Regions from separate parts of the Rattus norvegicus genome. Here region 1 is linked to region 2. Evidence: chromatin contacts called from public Hi-C data. All regions are on one chromosome and are shown on one strand. Each heading gives the region's core, a stretch centred on a gene start, on an enhancer-like site or on the middle of the called end of the contact. The rest is flanking DNA. Distances are from core to core; before and after follow the strand shown. Region 1 has its middle 30 kb from the start of Sh3pxd2b. Region 2 holds the start of Neurl1b (neuralized E3 ubiquitin protein ligase 1B).

Region 1 (2,700 bases), core at 176-2,675, 100 kb after region 2:
TTTTGTTAACATAGTCTCACTGAGCAGGCTGTCTGTCTGTCTGTCTGAGCTCCAGGGATCTTCCAGTCTGATTGCCCAGCTTTGACAGTATCAGCCACCACGCCTGACTTTTGGACACGGGTTCTAGGTGTTCAAACTCGGGTTCCTCAGCCATAGTTTTTGTTTTTTTAAATACCTGCTGTATGTATACATGTGTCTACAATTCGCTTTTCTTTTTCCAACATAATCCCCTGTCACTTACAGAGGAAAGCCTTCTGAAGTAATGATTTACAATCCTAACAAGCCTGTATAAAAGACGCGCAATCCAGATATTTTATTGATGATCCTATGCCTGGATTGGGCAGGGCTAGGGCTGTCCTCACTCAATCCCCAGCTACAACACCCCCATTACTCGACGTTTCTCCTGCCCACACGGTTCTGGTCTATGGTGGCTTCCTCCTCCTCAGTCTTCCTCTCCTCCTTTCTCTCTCTCTACCTGCAACTCCCTTCTCAAACCTCCAGTCCTACCCTCGTCCCTCCCCTGCCCAATCACAGGCTCCAGCCTTTTATTGACCGGTTAAGCTGTGGAGATGGAGTCATAACTTGGGTACCTGAGGATCTGCTCCACACACTCCCTGCTTGTAAACATCCCTGCCTCAGTTTCCCCACCAGTGGCATGGAGGCATCCCCTAAAGGACATGGGCAGGCGCTGGTGTACCCTGAACTGTCTGTCCATCAGCCTAGGCGGGCCTCCTCTGCTCCACCTCCAAAGCCCCCCCCCCCTGATCCTTTGTGACTCACCCCCTCCCCGCCTCCCTGTGGTCTGCTCTGCTGCTTCTAGGGCTGCGAAAAAGAGCTCGGTGGCTGTCTTAAAATAGCAGCCCGTCTCTCTCCTGTGTGCCTCTGAAAGCAGCTGCGTTTGGTTTTGTCTGGAACTGTCTGGAAACTGAGACAATGGACTCAGGACACTGTCACCAATCCTCAGACATAGCAATCTGTCAATCAACTCTCACACCAGGAGCTCATGCAGGGAATAGATGATCTGCACCAAACGTTCCCTTCACAGGCATGGGTTAGAAGCCTAAACTGGGGACAGCAAGCCCTCCCCTCCCCACACTGCCCTGTGGGAAAGGACGCTAGCTCTGCTTCCCATAGGTAACAACACCAGGCAATCTCAAGCAAGCACCTCCCATCCATGAGACCATTTAACATCACAAAGCACCTTTCTGTCCTGAGACTGGGGGATGGATGAACTGTAGAACTGATTCGGCCCGCAGTGCTGGAGGGTAGGAGGGCTAAGGCATCTGCTGAGAGCCTCGAACCACACTGCAGGGTGGAGGATCTAGAGTATAAGAAAATAGTAAGCTCAGCTCTTATTGTAAAGACAGTGGTGCCACCTTGGGGCCCTCTCTCAGCTGTTTATGACTACCAGGCAGGCGGTCTCCAGCGCGCCCTCTGCAGGTCACTGCAGGTATGTGCAAGGCTACTCCAGTATCGTCAGCACCTCCAACATCACCATGCCTTTGCACAACCAAATGTTTGTTAAATGTCTATTTGTAGGGCCGCACTCAGATCCGTGTAATTGCCGGGGGTCAGTTCAGACACAGTGGCACTCTGGCGGGACTGTAGAAGGCATCTCACTGCCCTCGGGTAGCTTCTTGCATGCCAGGAGAGATTCCTATGCCACGTGAGGGAGGACAAAGATGTGGCAAGAGCTGACCTGGAGCCACGAGCGGTCCTGGATCTGATGGGAGAGCCGCGTTGAATGATGGGAGAACAATTCCGTTCTGGAATCCTGGACTACATAAACAGAAAGGCGGCTGAGCACAAGCTCTCTCTGCTTCCAGAATGTCTATACAATATGACCACCTCCTCTTCTGCCACCGTACCTTCCCACCATGATGGACTGTACTCCATAGAGCTATGAGCCATAGTAAACTGTTCCTTAAGTTGCTTGTACCCGGTTGTTACAGCAACAGTGACTAGTATTGAAAATTGGTACCTGGGGCAGGATGGGAAAGTGGACATCAGGAGGTGCTGGTGCTGCTGTGAGAAACCCAACCGTGTGGTTCTTAGATCTTTTGAATTGGTTTGTGGGAGACATATGGAAAAGCCTAGAATGTTATCCTAGAAAGTCCCTGGGACACCGTAAGCACAGACTAATGGAGACATTTTGATAGGAGCCTGAAAGACAAGGATGCAGAGAAACGTGAACAGTAGAGAGCCAGCAAGGCTTTGGGGGAAAGGCTCTCTCAGGAAGTGAGTTGAGGGACATTGTGTGGTATTCTGACTGCATTCTGCCTACGTCCTGAGAACATGAGTGGGGTTTTATTTAAGGAGAACAGGCTGCTGTGTCTGGCAGAGGAAATCTCCAGACAGGAGACCATTCAGGAGATCATTCAGGCTGTGGCAAGGTCATTGCTTACAGCTCTCACTGAGGCCCCCAGTGAGAGAGAAAAAGGTGTACCCGAAAGAGAAGATGATGTTTGGTTAAAAGGATGTGCAGGTAAGATTAAGTTTCAGGGAAGGGCCTAGCAAGCGCAAGGCCCTGGGTTCGATCCTCAGCTCCGAAAAAAAAAAAAAAAAGTTTCAGGGAAGGAGGATTGGGTGTGACTGTTAAGGAGATGAGTAAGTAGCATTAAAGAGAAGCAGACCCTGGTGACAAGAAAGGTGCCCTAAGGGTATGACACACCCCTAAAGGACTCCGTACTGTGAAAATGC
Region 2 (2,726 bases), core at 115-2,614:
ATCCTAGCAATGGCCATGTGTACAAGAAGCAGCTGTCACTCGGTCTAGTAGGGACCCAGGTTTTAAGGCCACCTCTGAAGCTCACCAGCCTGTGACTCCACCTGGCTGACCTTAGGAATGATGCAGTGAAAGCCACCCACGGGCTTGTTAGTAGAAGGGGCTGTCTCCCTCCCCAGCCGCCTCCTCCCCAGCAGTGCTTGGGCCTCAGGTTGGCCCAATCCCTTCCAGGGGAGGAGACAACCCTATTCGGGTAACTGCTGGAGGAATGACTGTGGGGGTGTCAGAGCAGAGAAAGGGTGTCCGCTGGGCTGCACTGAATCTGACCTACAGCCAACTTGCTTCTTCTCTGAACTACCCTCCCCCAACACACACACACACACACACACACACACACACACACACACACACACACACACACACACCACACTCAGCCTTTGCCCAAGGATGCTGTAAATATCCAGCCTTATGCCCAAATACTTGTGAAGACTTGGAGCAGTGGGGGTGAGGGGCGGGGCAGACAGGCTGACAGGGCCCGTGCAGTCTCCCACCACTGCCCTGTCATCAGGTCATTTCTCCGGTTCTGAGCTTCAACTTGTGTAAAATCGGGGTGCCTTTTCTTAGGAACACGCTTCTTTGCAAACAGGCAGTGACAGCCTCGGCGCGCTGACCTGTTCCACAATCACTAGGTATTTTCAACGAGGCGTGGCGTCCCCGGCCTCCGCACGCCCGCCCCACGCCCCTCGCCCACCGTGGCCTTTCTCCGGTCTGGGAAATTCTAGGGCGCTTATAACTAGGGGGCGGTGCGCTCCGCAGCAGCGGCTCTGATGGGGCTTGGAGGGCCCCCAGCTGAGCGGACACCCGAGCGGGGTGCAGCCCGGCGCGCGTGGGAACGCCGCCAAGAAGTAGCACGTGTGGCGGGGGCGCATGCGGGCTGTACGAGGAGACCCGGGACACCCGCGCCCGGCGGCCCCCCTGAAGGCTCCGGCCCGGGGAAGCCCCGATGCCCCACTCCGGTTCGCTCATCAGCGACCTCCGGCTGTAACAAAGGCACGGGGCGCACGGCCAAGGCCAGGAGAACCAGGCGGGGTCCCCACGGCCCCGCAGGGGTGCGGCTCCGGGGATCAGGCTCGGGCAGCCAGGCTCTGGCTTGCACCCGGGCTCCGCGGCTGCGGCGACCCGGGGAGTACCAGGCGCTCCGCGCCACCTCGGGGCGCGGCTCCGGGCGTACCTGGCAGGGTCCGGTGCACCGTGTTGCCCATCGCTGCTCCGAGAGTCGCGGCGCGGGGCTAGCTGGGCGGGCCGGGGGCCGAGGCCGGGCTGCGGGGCATTGCCGCTGCACCGGCGACCGGCGGGCGGCAGATGGGCGGCGCGGGCGGCGGCGGGAGGAGGCGGAGCCACGGGCCCGGGCGCGCCCGCCCCGCCCCCGCGCCCGCCGCCAACCGTGCCGGGGCGGGGCCGTGGCCGCCGCCGCGTCTTTTGAAAGTTTGCACCGGTAGCGCACTGGAGAGGCGGGGCTGGCCTCCCGCCCTCGCCGTTCCCGCGCGGACAGCGCTGGCTCCTTCTGCCACACGGGAGGGGCCACAGGGCACAGAGGCCTCCTCCAGGCACTGGGCCACTTTGGGTGGTGCCTGGACTCCGGGACGGAGAGCACACATGCAGGTCACCCTGGACAGTGACAGGGGCTCCATGACAGTCCATCCAGGGTGAGATGGGGAGGGGTGGGAACTTCTCCATTCCCTAGGCCACATACCTAGGAGGAGTGACTTCAGTGTGTATAAGCGGGGTAGTGGGGGGAAACCCAGACTTCAGCGCACCCTGCCTTCTTCATTAAAGTACTGCCCACACCCTCAGCCCCGTGTGGCACAGTCCACTGCTCTTAAGGATGGAACAGGAAAAATTAGCAATTAAGATCACACAGTGGGGTTGGGGATTTAGCTCAGTGGTAGAGTGCCTGCCTAGAAAGCGCAAGGCCCTGGGTTCGGTCCTCAGCTCCAGAAAGAAAGAAAGAGAGAGAGAGAGAGAGAGAGAGAGAGAGAGAGAGAGAGAGAGAGAGAGAGAGAGAGAGAGAGAGAGAGAGAAATCACACAGTGATCAAAGCCAACGATAACATTTAGAGTGTCAGGTAGCACTGGCTGAACGTTTTCGAGAGAATTGGGGTGCTGTGTGAGGTGGGTTGTGTTGTGTGTGGTGGGGGGAGGTTCGACCATTCCCCACTGTACTGGTCTTTTCTCAGTACCTTCCGGCCTTGGCTACTCTCCTGTGCTGAAGCCATATGGCTCATGCCACCCCTGTCCCAACTCACAGGCTGACACACCAAAATGGGGGGCTGACACACCAAGATGGGGGAGGTGTGATAATTCGTCTGAGGAGACCCAGTCCCTAACTATTACTTTCAGCCTCCCATACTCTGTATTTTCATCAGCTTAGGAAGCAAGGTTATCACCTCCACGGCAGGGACAGGGTAAACTGAGGCTCGGTGGGTGGAAGAGATTCCCAAACCGATCTCCCAGTTACTGAGGGCCTTCGCTCTGGATGACCCTGGGGTACTTACAGAGGTCGCCATTGCTATAAAAGGAATTGAGGAATTTCACTCAGATAAAATGACTCAGGGCAAAAGGACGTTGTGGCGGCAGGGTGGGGAAGCTGCCGTTCACCCGGCGTTTAAAAGGCCATTTTCAGAGCATTCCAGCAAGTGGCTGTGTTTCGGTCACTTCCCGGGATGCTCA

What was found. Hi-C and Micro-C count contacts between places; a contact is called where the count stands out from the background.
Region 1: a Hi-C map of the A7r5 cell line shows a contact between it and region 2, with 2.2 times the contacts expected there. The contact joins the enhancer-like site here to the promoter of Neurl1b in region 2. A contact is called at or near these places in 3 of 12 Hi-C or Micro-C datasets (the A7r5 cell line, frontal cortex and psoas muscle).

What each region holds. Positions count from the first base shown.
Region 1 is chr10:17,391,501-17,394,200 of GRCr8, forward strand. No RefSeq gene overlaps it. Among named protein-coding and RNA genes, the nearest start is that of Sh3pxd2b, 30 kb to the right of the region's middle. Within about 2 kb of position 1,426, at least 12 of the 93 cell types and tissues checked have an H3K27ac peak or open chromatin away from gene starts, as enhancers often do.
Region 2 is chr10:17,287,998-17,290,723 of GRCr8, forward strand. It overlaps Neurl1b (neuralized E3 ubiquitin protein ligase 1B), which reads right to left and starts at 1,365. Exons shown (of 5, transcript NM_001142652.2): 1 at 1,229-1,365. The coding sequence starts at 1,259. It overlaps LOC102555877 (a long non-coding RNA gene), which reads left to right and starts at 1,444. Exons shown (of 3, transcript XR_005490106.2): 1 at 1,444-1,703.